Linked DNA regions of Mus musculus: all the other regions are linked to region 1. The links are chromatin contacts, called in public HiCAR-type and HiChIP or PLAC-seq maps. All regions are on one chromosome and are shown on one strand. The core of a region is the stretch at or near the end of the contact, and the rest is flanking DNA. Distances in the headings are between cores, read along the strand shown. Region 1 holds the start of Snhg18 (small nucleolar RNA host gene 18). Region 2 holds the start of Ropn1l (ropporin 1-like). Region 3 holds the start of Marchf6 (membrane associated ring-CH-type finger 6). Region 4 overlaps Cmbl (carboxymethylenebutenolidase-like (Pseudomonas)).

Region 1 (2,712 bases), core at 73-2,572:
CCAACAGTTCCTCGGAATATCCTGAGCACCGATCTTCTCCTGGCCCCAGACCGTGAACCCGGGTATGAAATGCGTGCGGCTGGGCTGCCCGCAGACGGGGGCTCTGCGATTGGAGCTCATCCTGCTGAAGCCCCAGGCTTCGCCATCCCTGCCTTAGTCTTCCTCAGCAAAACACCCTGGCGGAGTTGTGCCCTGGTCCCACTAACCCCAGATTTTCACGAACACCGCAGAGCCCCTGTGCAGAGAGCAGGAAAATAAATGTCCCCTAGTCCACCGTGCAGGGAGGTAGGCGATTCCGACCACCAATCCCGGTTCCAGATCCCACCAAGCAAGCCTGGCCTAGCGCGGATTACGCACACAGATCTCCACGGGTACCTGAAAGGTGCTGGCCGAGGTGCAGGCTTGCCCACTGACCGGTCGCACACCCGGACCTTCTCAATCCACGCTCGTATCCAGGGAAAGGCTAAGACACAAACTTCCAGCCCGTGCACTATCTCCACTGCGACCGCCCCCGCTTTGATGGTAGTCCTGCACGCGCCTCTGCCAGGTTGTCCCCACCCAGGTGTCTGCAGAGTGACCCTACCAGAGACTTACACCACCCGCAAATGGACCAGTGCCGAGTCCAGTTCACACGTGCAGGGTCTCAGCTATGACACTCAGGGACTCTGCGGGGAGAGAGCTCACCAGATGCCGGGCGCGTTCCTCCTGCTAGTCATCCAGCGCCCCGGGGCCCGGAGCTGCTCCAAGGGTCCTCTTCAGTGTACTACGAGGGAAGTCGAGGCAGCCGCCACCACTGCACCCCGCCACTTCTCCAGAGCTATCCTCCTCTCGCAGCGCGCCAGGCTGGGGACCAGCTAGTCTGCCGGAGTCTCCAGTTGTGCAGCTGAGTGGACAGGCTCGCGCCGAGAGAGGGCGACCGGTGAGGTGGCAAAGTTGGGTACCCTCTGCTTAGTAGCTGCGCGTGGGAACCAAGAACACCCCCAAAAAGGATTGCACGTGCCGGGACGCCCCCGCAGTGGGAAGGTGGGATACAGAGGTCGCCACAAGGCTGGGGCCACCGTCAGCCAAGGGCTGAGGAGCCCACCCGCGGCGGGAGCGCAGCGCGCGCGGGAGTGGGCACAGCGTGAGCAGCCGCTGCTGACGCCGCCTTCCTAGCGAGTAGACCAGCGCTGGGTGAGCGGGCCCAGAGCTCGGGGCGGGGAGCACAGGACCGCCTCGCCTCGCCCCGCCCCCGCCCCGCCCCCTCCGCCGCACCTCCCCTACTCCGCCCCTCCCGCGTGCAAACTGAGCGCCCCACCCACCCCTGACCTTCCCAGGCCCCTCCTCTAGCCCCGCCTCTTCCCGAGATGGGACCCCCAAACACTCCCCAGGGGGCTCTCTACACACCCCAGGAGTTCTATTTGTGCCACCAGAGTGCAAGCTCACCCAACTGGTGACTTTTTTCGAACTCCCTTCCTCGCCTGGAAGAGACCTTCTTTGGCTACCCGCCCCTTGCCCGGTGGCTCCTACGTGGCTACTTTGCAGGATGGGCTGTATAAAGGGCTGGAGGCAGTTCAACCCAAACCAGAGACGTGGCGTCTGCTAGGCCTGCCTAAGCTCCAGGTAAGTGCGTGCCCCCGGCGGATCGCGGGTGGGAAGAAAGTGGAAGTTTAAGATTCAGTTCTTCTGTGTCATCATAAGAAGACTGGGGTGTGCTTTGGGGGTGGTGAGGGGCCCGCCGCGGATTCTTACAGGCGAGCTGGGCCCAGCAAGGCTCTCAGTTCTTGAAAAGGATAGATCAGAGAAATGAATAAATCTGCCATCCAAGGAAATAGAGCAAGAGGTTCCCAAGTAGCCCTAATGGGAATTAGGAGAGGGTTACCTCATGGACAGAAACAGCTGGGCTAATTGGTACTCCGCAAGTATCTTGGGAGTTTACTGAGTGAGCATGGGGGCAAAAAGTTTATCTTGGAACGCAAAGTAAATGCCTTGGGAAGGCAGCTTTATTGACGCGTTGTTCAGTTCTCCTTCTAAGGAAGTGATCAACTCACCAAGTTCTAAACAACATACAAGGTTGTGAAGAGGGGAAATTACAGGATAAAGTCAGAAACCGTGGATCCCTGCCCCTACAGCCATGCTTGGCGATCCTTTTCCCTCAGGATAGGGTAAAGGAACGATGTCTTCAGGTTTTCCTCCCATATCGGGCCTTGTTGGTGGCCTCGGGTGCTTTTGCATAAGGAACCTCATCAATGAGTTTCTTAGCTGCAAGACCTAAGGATGTTCCCATTTGCCACAATCACATCCTGGTATTGGCAGGTTGCAAATGTGCCCTGGTAGGGGATAGGGGCGCCGGTGACAGTTCGGGGCCTCTGTGAGGGTTCCATGATGCTAAACAGGGACCGGGTAATAGCTGGAATGTGTCACCGCTCATCCAGGACCACAGAGATTCAAGAGGAGGTGAATAGAAGCACAAGTTGCCACCAATTTGTTGTGTCTGTCACCTTCAAATGAAAGAATTAGGCGAAACCATTTTTGAAAGAGTCCATTGGAGGCTATGTCAACCCCAGAGTGTGCTGTGTCTACAATTGTGGAGCCTGAAAAGTATGGCCCCAACGCAGATGTCTTCTAGGGCTTGTTTGGGAAACATCTACTACAGATGCTTGGCTGGCTTCCAGCTCTGGGGTGGCAGCTCCTGGCTTCTAGATCTTGCCCGGAAAAGTTAATAGGCTTCCT
Region 2 (2,712 bases), core at 116-2,615, 790 kb after region 1:
GCTCGTTAGGTCTGCACACATACACACCTAGTCCTCCATCAGCCTCCTGCTGCTACTCTGCAAGCCTTTAAAACCATGGGTAGACTGTCAGCAAGGCACAGGCCCCTCTGCATCACTTTATGTTGTTTAGCCATTGCGTTGGGTTTTTTTATTTTGTTTTGTTTTCTTTAATCTCCTTTGCTTATACAACCGTGCCTAAGACTTTCTTTCGGCTCGTTCATTTATGCTTTAGGATGTACTTGGAGGAGGAAGGAGCTTCTTGCTCAGGAACCACACCCATTTTGCTTAGGTGGCCATTTCCTTGCCATAGTGTATCTGGTAAAGCAGACACTTCCGTATGTATTCAGTGGATTCCACACAACGGGGCATGGATGCTGAAATTAAAAAAAAAAAAAAAGTGAAGTATTTGGACTGGTAACAGAATGAAAAGCAAACATTCACACTACAGATACTGTACAAACGAACTAATAGTAACTTATGTAGGGAAAAAAAAGGTCAATGTAGGCTAGGCTCACTTTTTTTTTTTTTTTTTTTTTAGATACAACAGCAAAATATAATTCACTTAAGAAAACAAAAGCTGAATTGTCACAATTTATACCTGAGACTTTTAAGAATAAAAGGAACAGACACCTGCACACCCAGATTGTTTTACAATCTTTTCCGCTTCACCAGTCATGTGGTGGTGGTGGTGGTGGTGGTGGTGGTGGTGGTGGTGGTGGTGGTGGTGGTGGTGGTGGTGGTGGTGTGGGTGGGAACAGACTTGTTGCTTCTTGAAGCGCTAAATGTTGCCCAGGCTGGTCTCCAATTCCCAGCTCAAATGAACCCCAGCCTTGCGAGTCTCGCAGTCCCCACATCAGATTTTAACTCTGTTGGTTTTACCCGATTGTGTTGTTTTTCTTTGGAGACCATGATAGAGGTTTTAATAAAAGTTAACCTACCAAGCTACATAATAGGCATTATTATTTACTCCTTATGCCTATCCCCCCCCTTAGGATAAATATTGCTAAGTCGTTAGAAAATCCTGTAGTCCCCAGATAAACGCTCATTTCTGTCAACAGTGTCTGAGAGTCCTTGTTTTCCCATTCTATTAACTAAATGTTTTTTTGCCAAGCTGCTTTGGTTTGGAAATGTGTATTCATACAGTGGGTGTGTGGACCAAATGGAGTCACACGCCAAGCCGAGACCCTGGTCGAGACCTCTTGGGGTTCGGATTAGCGCAACCTCCGCGTTTTAGGAAAACAAGCTGTTTTATGGCGCTCTCCGCTCTGTGGTCACTCGTTGGTCACAGAGGCCAGCCGGACGTCCGCCCCTTGTTTGCTGAGGCTGTGCGCATGCGCAGCTCGGGTTGCCTGGAGACCGCACGCCACAATCGCGTGCTCTATCCGCTCTGGGCGGTTGGGCCTCAGTTTCCTGAGGGGGCGGAGCAGTCCCTCCCCGCCGCCCGCTGCGCTGACCCTGCCTCTCCTCCCCGCAGCACAACGTCCCAGGCCGCCGCGGTCTCCCCAGAACGATGCCGCTGCCCGACACCATGTTCTGCGCGCAGCAGATCCACATCCCCCCGGAGCTGCCGGACATCCTCAAGCAGTTCACCAAGGCTGCCATCCGTACGCAGCCGGCGGACGTGCTGCAGTGGTCGGCGGGGTAAGGCCGGCCAGGGAACCTCACCCCGTTACCGAGTACAGACGCCGACGTTGTGGGTGTAGACTAACAAAGCTTGCACACCAACCGCGGGGCAAAAAGTGGCTCCGCTGAGTTTAAAAAAAAAAAAAAATCAGTTACAGGGATGTTATAAATGAAACCGCCCAGAACAACTGAATTATGCCCCCACCCACCCCCAAATGAGGCAGAGGTATGTGAAAGCTGCCACCTGAGAAAATTGTCCAGCACAGCTCACAGCTAGCGAACCTTCACACTCTAGAAACAAGGACAGGAACCCTTTCAAGGGCCTGACCATTATAATCTTAACACTCATTCTTTCGGTTTTACAAGAGAACTGTGCCACTTTTTAAATCACGAGAATAACTATTTTTAGCCAAAATTTGCTAACTTTCTCTGAACTATATTAGCTAAGGTGGTTTCGTTACTTTTGGCTGTTTTAACAACTCGACTTTTAAAAAACGACAGCTCTGGAGGTAAAAGCAACAAAACATCTGGAGCAGGCAACAGGCGTTTGGGGTGGCTGCTTCCATATCAGACTCGGCTGTTGGAACTTCCTGGCCCTTCTACAATCCGTGGGTTCTCTTCTGCCTTCCTCTCCTGAGGAGTCCTGTGATACATTTAGGAGCCATACCGTTTCTTCAGGATAGTTTCCCCCATCTAAAGTCCTTAATTGTGCAAAGACGCTTGCCATGTAGAGTACCTCTCACGGGGCTTCAGGGGACAGGACCTGGATGTCTTACTTAGCTCCGTCAGGGTCACCTGTGAGCCCAGCGGTCCCTTTGTCAGTTCTCTCAATAACCCCTCAGCGATATTACATATGCTCGAGCCTTAGAGAGAAGGGCTAGGGTGTCTTTATGAAAGTTTATTTGCACTTCAAGTCTCCGCCCCTATTGGCACATTTATTAATACTACAGAGAGAGTTTTTTTGAAGCCTTACACAAGAAATCCCTGATTCATTAGACTGCCGATGAGGGAACAACTATGAATAGGTGTGAATCCACCAAGCCACAGCATTGTAACCGGGGCCTGGACTTTTAGGTCAACAGTTCTGCA
Region 3 (2,712 bases), core at 81-2,580, 710 kb after region 1:
AAGGGGGATGTAGACCTTTTTGACTACTCCTGATCATTAGGGGCATTGAGTTTCTTGAGATCAGTCCAATCTTCCACAACAGGGCATCTCCAACGTCTCATTAAGCAACAGCAACAGGAGCAGCAGGAACCAAAAACCTCCTCCTCCTCTTCTGCTTCCTCCTTCTCTTCTGCCTCCTCCTCCTCTCCCCACTTCTTCTTCCTCAAAGCACCTCCCACTGCTCTGGAGACTGCCATTTAGATCACTCCCCTCCTAGAGTACGAGACAATCATAGTTAACGGTTGTGGCCCATCTGAAGCAGCCCCATATCCCACACCTGGGGTTAAAACAAAAACAGTCACATAACTTTTTTTTTTTTTTTTTTTTTTTGGTTTTTTGAGACAGGGTTTCTCTGTGTAGCCCTGTAGTCCCGGCTGTCCCGGAACTCACTCTGTAGATCAGACTGGCCTCCAACTCAGAAATCCACCTGCCTCTGCCTCCCAAGTGCTGGGATTAAGGGCATGCACCACCTCTGCCCGGCCAAAATTCCGTTTCTTGAATCTACTTTCCGTTATGTGCACGTTTAAGCATCCGGGTTGGAAACACTTTTCTTCTAATCTGTACTATCTTATTTAGAGAAAGCTCTAAGGATTATGTGAGGAAGGTGGCCTACTGATGCGAGCAGGTCTGAGTCTTTCATCATTCTTTCATCAGCCATTTAGTTCTGGCCAGGTAAGCTTCCCTTAATTGTGTCGCCATCTGAACCCATTTCCCTTAGAGGTAGATTCAATGTTGGCTTTCAGCTGTGAAGACGTGGTCTTTCCACTCAATTGCATAAGCCTCCCCAGGAGAGATTCTGATAACCTGGATGCTCGTCTTTTTCCATCTTAGGGATGCTTCTGTAATTCTTTCAGACGTGCCTCAGAACCACTCAAGAGCGGAACCAAAAATGCTCGTTCCGGGGCCGACTCTGAACGCCCCGGGAGTGGCGGTCGGGTACCCCAAGCTGGGACCCTTTGTCCCCCACACCCGCTCCGGCGGGCGGGCGGGCGTGCGCGCCGGGCTCGCTCCCGCCGCTCCGCGTTCCTTTTGTCCCGGAACGCGCCCGCGCCGCCGCCGCCGCAGCCGCCCCTCCGCGAGGTGCCTGCCGCCTGCCTCTAGGTTTTCAGTCTCCATCCCGCGCGCAGCCTTCGCCACCAGTCAGGCCGTGTTTCGCACCCCGCCCCCGCCTCCGCGAGCCCGGCGCGAGCGCGAGCGAAGGCGCGCGCCGGATGTGACGCGCAGCGCTCCGGCGCCCCGCCTTTTCCGCCGCGCGCCCCGCCCAGGCCCGTCGCTCGGCCGCGCGCCCCTCCCCCCTCCCCGGCGCTCGCTTTCTGTCAGTCGCTGTCCCTGTCCCCCTCGCCCGCGACCGGCTTCCTCTCGCACCCGAGCGCACGCACTTGCCCGGCCCGCGTCCTCTTCCTCCTCCACTCCTCCCGCCCGCCCGCCCGCCTTTCCCTTCGGGCCCCGAGGCTCTGCCGGGTCGCGGGCGCCTCGCGGCTGCGTCACCGCCGCCCCCCAGACAAGATGGACACCGCCGAGGAAGGTGAGGCGGCGGCGCCCGCGCCCTTGCAGCGGCGCCCGCGCTCCAGTCGGGCCGAGGCGCTCGCGGCGGATCCCGCGGGCAGTTTGCTTGCCCGGCGGGCGGGCGGGCGGGCGGGCGGGCGAGCGCGCGGCTCGAGCTGGTCCTCCAGCGGGCTCGGATCGGAAGGTGACCCTCTGCGCGCCCCCCGCCGGTTCCCGCGGGCGACGAGGACTCAGCCTCGGCTGGGACACTGGGGTGCCAGGACTTCGGTGTCCGAGACGTGGGGTGCCGGGACGTGGGACATCCCGGACGTGGGGGTGTCGCGACGTGGGGTGCTCGAGACATGGGGATGTCGGGAAGTGGGGCGCTGGAGACCATAGGGTGCCCGAGGCGTGGGGCTGCCGGGGACTTGACGGTGTGGAAGATCGGGGCCCCGGCCACCGCCATCCCGCGGTCCGCGGAGGAGGGGGCCGCAGTGCGAAGTCCGGGGGCGTTTCCACTCCCCTCCCCCACTCGTTTTTCCCCCCTCCGTGTTCGAGTCTGTTTGCTGTTGTCCTGTAGGCCCAACCTCTGCCACACAACTTCTTTGTTGACTTTGAAACTTCGCGGAAAATACCCCGCGAGGTGACGACTGCTGAGTGGACTGAACTGACCCCTGCTGCAAAATCTTGCTCTCTGTTTGCCTTACCCTAACTGCACTGACCAGACCCGAGAGGGGACGGTTTCTAGAGACTATTGGAGGAGGGAAAGGCGAATATTTAGGTTTCTTCTAAATCCTTGTCACCACAAAGCAAGGGTTTGTTTGTTTTGTTTGTGGACGTGTACTTTGGATGCGGTTGTTTTGAATTAGCAGAGAACACGAAAGAAAAGCAGCCACATGGGTGTAGAAAGCAGCCGCTTACCTGACGTTGTGGCAAAGTGTTTTAAAGCAGTTTTTAGAGGCACTGATGTATTAGTGAGTCTGTAGAGGAAATTATTGATCATGTACTTACTAGTGCAGATACTTACTGTTTAGATATATTCTTGTTCGAATGAGCGTTCTTTTCAACCTCAGGCTTTATTTTACCGACTTTACATGCAATCGAACCATCAAGCACTTGTATTGAAGTCATTAGAGTAATAAAAAGTTTAGTAATAATGTGATGAGTTGATTTTTTTTAAAAAAAAGT
Region 4 (2,712 bases), core at 103-2,602, 660 kb after region 1:
AGTTTCGGACAATGGCCAGTTAGCTCAGGTGCCAGTCAGAACTGGCTTGGACAGTTCTGTGCTTTGGGCATATGCTCAGAGAGCAATTGAAGCATACGTACCTTTTTGGCTGGATGTCATAATTTGAGCCTGCCTTGGAGGTCAGAGCCCATGCAGCCTAGCAATTACCTGTCTTGGTGGATCCTGTGAAAAGTAGAACTTAGCTGATTAAGTCTGGAGGCCCTTCCTTGGCAGTGCAGTCTGCTCCCACTCCACCAATTTGATGGACACAGCAGGATGATAATCTTACATTTTCTGTTCTCCAGGGTGCTTCAGGGTGGGGGTGCCGCCAAGCCCCCGTAACCCGTGATTTCTCAGACCCATGTGGTGGAAAGATTGCCACAAGTTAAACTCTGACCTCCACAAAGGCATGTAGACACAAGTGTTTAAAAGTGAAGCTACGCATTCACAAGTTTTAAAAATCACTTTATTAGGTTGAATGTCGACACTGCTCATTAGGGGAAGTTGAATATACATAGTGACAACTGCTCTTCCTGGTTTTGTACATTTTAACACTTGAATTACCAATGTAAGGCCATATCTGAGAATCTAGCTGGTCCCTGAATTGCCCCCAGTTCCCCTAACAGTCATGCTATCATGGATAGTAAGAGATGGTTAATTATTCAGGCAAATTTGGGCAACAGCTGCCTTGTGCTTGGGTGCTGTTAGACATACTTGTTCAGCCATTCAATTAGGTTCCTCCTTGCCTCCTCGATGTAGGGCTTGTCAGCAGGGGAGCAGTCTTCTCTCTTCCGATGCACAAAGCCATGAGTTTGCCCAGAAAACGTTTTAACTTGGTAATTAACTATGCAGTGTTCTTTAAGCTTCTGGGTCAGTGTAGAAACCTAATATGGGAGGGGGTTGATATATAAAAATGTGAGGGTAATGTGACCTTAGCCCTTTGGTCTCTACAAAGCCCTAGGTGTCTAGAATTTACTCAATATGTAAACTGAGCTGGCTTCCTATTTTCCCTCCAAGTGCTGGTGGATGGCATCCACCACTGCACTGAGAAGGAGTCCTATTGCAATAGTTGACAGTGAACAGGCTCCACAGCCATTGAGTTGTCTTTAACAGTTCCTGGCCACTTTGAGGAGTTGCAGAGCATCGTAATGGCTCCTCCATATCAGCCCTAGAAGCTCTTGGATTTACACGAGCTGAGACCCAACATCTACCGTAGGTCAGAATTTTATAAGTCGTGGTGGCGTACATTTTTAACGCCTGCAGTTGAAAGGCAGATCTCTGAGGCCAGCATGGTCTGCATAATGAGATCCTTGTCTGAGAAAAACACATTCTTGGCATGCTTGAAGCTTCCATCCTCCGCAGCACAGGGTGGGGTAGGCTTTCACTGTAGCTGCCCTACTGACCATCCTAGCTTAGCCAAGCACAGCCCTTTGAGACCATTGCTCATTTCCCTAGTGACTATGGGGCTACTGGGGAGATGCACTTTGCCCCAGCTATCAACCGGAGACCATACACATGGGTGACTAGACCAGAAAAAGATCCAAATTCAAACTTGGCCTGCTGTGTGTTACTATTATCCATAGTAAAGCAAACCAAATGATTTTAAGTTTAGGACTATTGCAAATTATTTGTATTGAGATCTTAGTTAAGACTTATTGACAAATGGCCACTTTTAACTTAGACTTTCCTAACCATCTTCCTGTGCTTAATAAATCCATCTCAGGCTATGGTAACTGGTGGATTACCATGGAAACCATTCACAGTGAACAGGCTGTACCAGGAACACATACATCCTTCAGCTGCCATTCTGAACAGATCCATTCGGGGCTTAAGTTCCATCAGTAAATGTTCATCATTGGAAAACCAATAAACTAGTTCTTAAAAACTTTCTCGGCCAGGCAGTGGTGGCGCACCCCTGTAATCCCAGCACTTGGAAGGCAGAGGCAGGCAGATTTCTGATTTCAAGGCCAGCCTGGTCTACAGAGTGAGTTCCAGGACAGCCAGGGGGTACACAGAGAAACCATGTCTCAAAAAAGCAACAACAAAAAAACTTTCTCGGGCTGGTGAGATGGCTCAGTGGGTAAGAGCACCCGACTGCTCTTCCGAAGGTCTGGAGTTCAAATCCCAGCAACCACATGGTGGCTCACAACCATCCATAACGAGATCTGACTCCCTCTTCTGGAGTGTCTGAAGACAGCTACAGTGTACTTACATATAACCAATAAATAAATCTTAAAAAAAAAAAAAACTTTCTCTAAAGATGTCATGCTATGCAATTAGATATGCAAATGAAGGGCTGCCTACTCACCTGCTCAAGTGGAATCACAGTGTCATTTTCTGCAAAAATAAACAACGTTGGGTTCTTCAAATTATAAACATCTTCAGAATCTCTGATGATACCTAGAAAGAGTTGAGGGGCATTGACTTCTGCAGAAAGCTGCCTGAATTCGGTATGGTTTTGCAAAGTAGACCATGTGGTCAGAGACCTGCTTCCATGTGTTAGGGGTGGAAGTGGTATGCATGCTTTCTTGTGCATGCCCACATGGGGTCTAGTGCACCTGTGTCTGTGAGTGTGGAGGCCAGGTATCTTAAAGTCACTCCTCGTTTTCACCATAGGATCTCATTGAGCTTTGAGCTCAGGGATTTCTGCACACTGGCTGGCCAGGGAACTTGAGGAACCCATCTGTCTCCACCAGCCCAGTCCTGGGGTGA

Evidence for each region. HiCAR-type assays count read pairs that join an accessible place to other places. HiChIP or PLAC-seq counts read pairs in DNA pulled down with a chosen protein or histone mark.
Region 2: a HiCAR-type map of astrocytes shows a contact between it and region 1, with 2.3 times the contacts expected there. The contact joins the promoter of Ropn1l here to the promoter of Snhg18 in region 1. A contact is called at or near these places in 2 of 39 promoter capture datasets (both in the 3T3-L1 cell line) and 4 of 115 datasets of contacts at active chromatin or transcription factors (astrocytes, forebrain, large pre-B cells and 1 more).
Region 3: a contact with region 1 is called in an H3K4me3 HiChIP or PLAC-seq map of neural tube, with 6 times the contacts expected there. The contact joins the promoter of Marchf6 here to the promoter of Snhg18 in region 1. A contact is called at or near these places in 2 of 39 promoter capture datasets (the C10 cell line and pre-B cells), 3 of 484 Hi-C or Micro-C datasets (Sertoli cells and embryonic stem cells) and 4 of 115 datasets of contacts at active chromatin or transcription factors (astrocytes, embryonic limb bud, neural tube and 1 more).
Region 4: an H3K4me3 HiChIP or PLAC-seq map of embryonic limb bud shows a contact between it and region 1, with 5 times the contacts expected there. The contact joins the enhancer-like site here to the promoter of Snhg18 in region 1. A contact is called at or near these places in 8 of 39 promoter capture datasets (the 3T3-L1 cell line, 3T3-L1-derived adipocytes, the C10 cell line and 3 more), 1 of 484 Hi-C or Micro-C datasets (large pre-B cells) and 8 of 115 datasets of contacts at active chromatin or transcription factors (craniofacial prominence, embryonic basal ganglia, embryonic forebrain and 5 more).

The regions. Positions count from the first base shown.
Region 1 is chr15:32,243,272-32,245,983 of GRCm38.p6, reverse strand. It overlaps Snhg18 (small nucleolar RNA host gene 18), which reads left to right and starts at 1,322. Exons shown (of 2, transcript NR_038186.1): 1 at 1,322-1,602. Sema5a (sema domain, seven thrombospondin repeats (type 1 and type 1-like), transmembrane domain (TM) and short cytoplasmic domain, (semaphorin) 5A) reads right to left here and starts at 1,171. Exons shown (of 23, transcript NM_009154.2): 1 at 685-1,171.
Region 2 is chr15:31,452,342-31,455,053 of GRCm38.p6, reverse strand. Ropn1l (ropporin 1-like) reads left to right here and starts at 1,365. Exons shown (of 5, transcript NM_145852.2): 1 at 1,365-1,641. The coding sequence starts at 1,511. It overlaps Gm49208 (a long non-coding RNA gene), which reads right to left and starts at 1,383. Exons shown (of 2, transcript XR_003951491.1): 1 at 1,142-1,383; 2 at 1-374.
Region 3 is chr15:31,529,655-31,532,366 of GRCm38.p6, reverse strand. It overlaps Marchf6 (membrane associated ring-CH-type finger 6), which reads left to right and starts at 1,330. Exons shown (of 26, transcript NM_172606.2): 1 at 1,330-1,564. The coding sequence starts at 1,546. It overlaps Gm41287 (a long non-coding RNA gene), which reads right to left and starts at 1,263. Exons shown (of 3, transcript XR_875101.3): 1 at 430-1,263; 2 at 1-252.
Region 4 is chr15:31,587,856-31,590,567 of GRCm38.p6, reverse strand. It overlaps Cmbl (carboxymethylenebutenolidase-like (Pseudomonas)), which reads right to left. Exons shown (of 6, transcript NM_181588.4): 5 at 2,309-2,400; 6 at 449-884. The coding sequence ends at 705. Among named protein-coding and RNA genes, the nearest start is that of Cct5, 13 kb to the left of the region's middle. Within about 2 kb of position 1,352, at least 46 of the 459 cell types and tissues checked have an H3K27ac peak or open chromatin away from gene starts, as enhancers often do.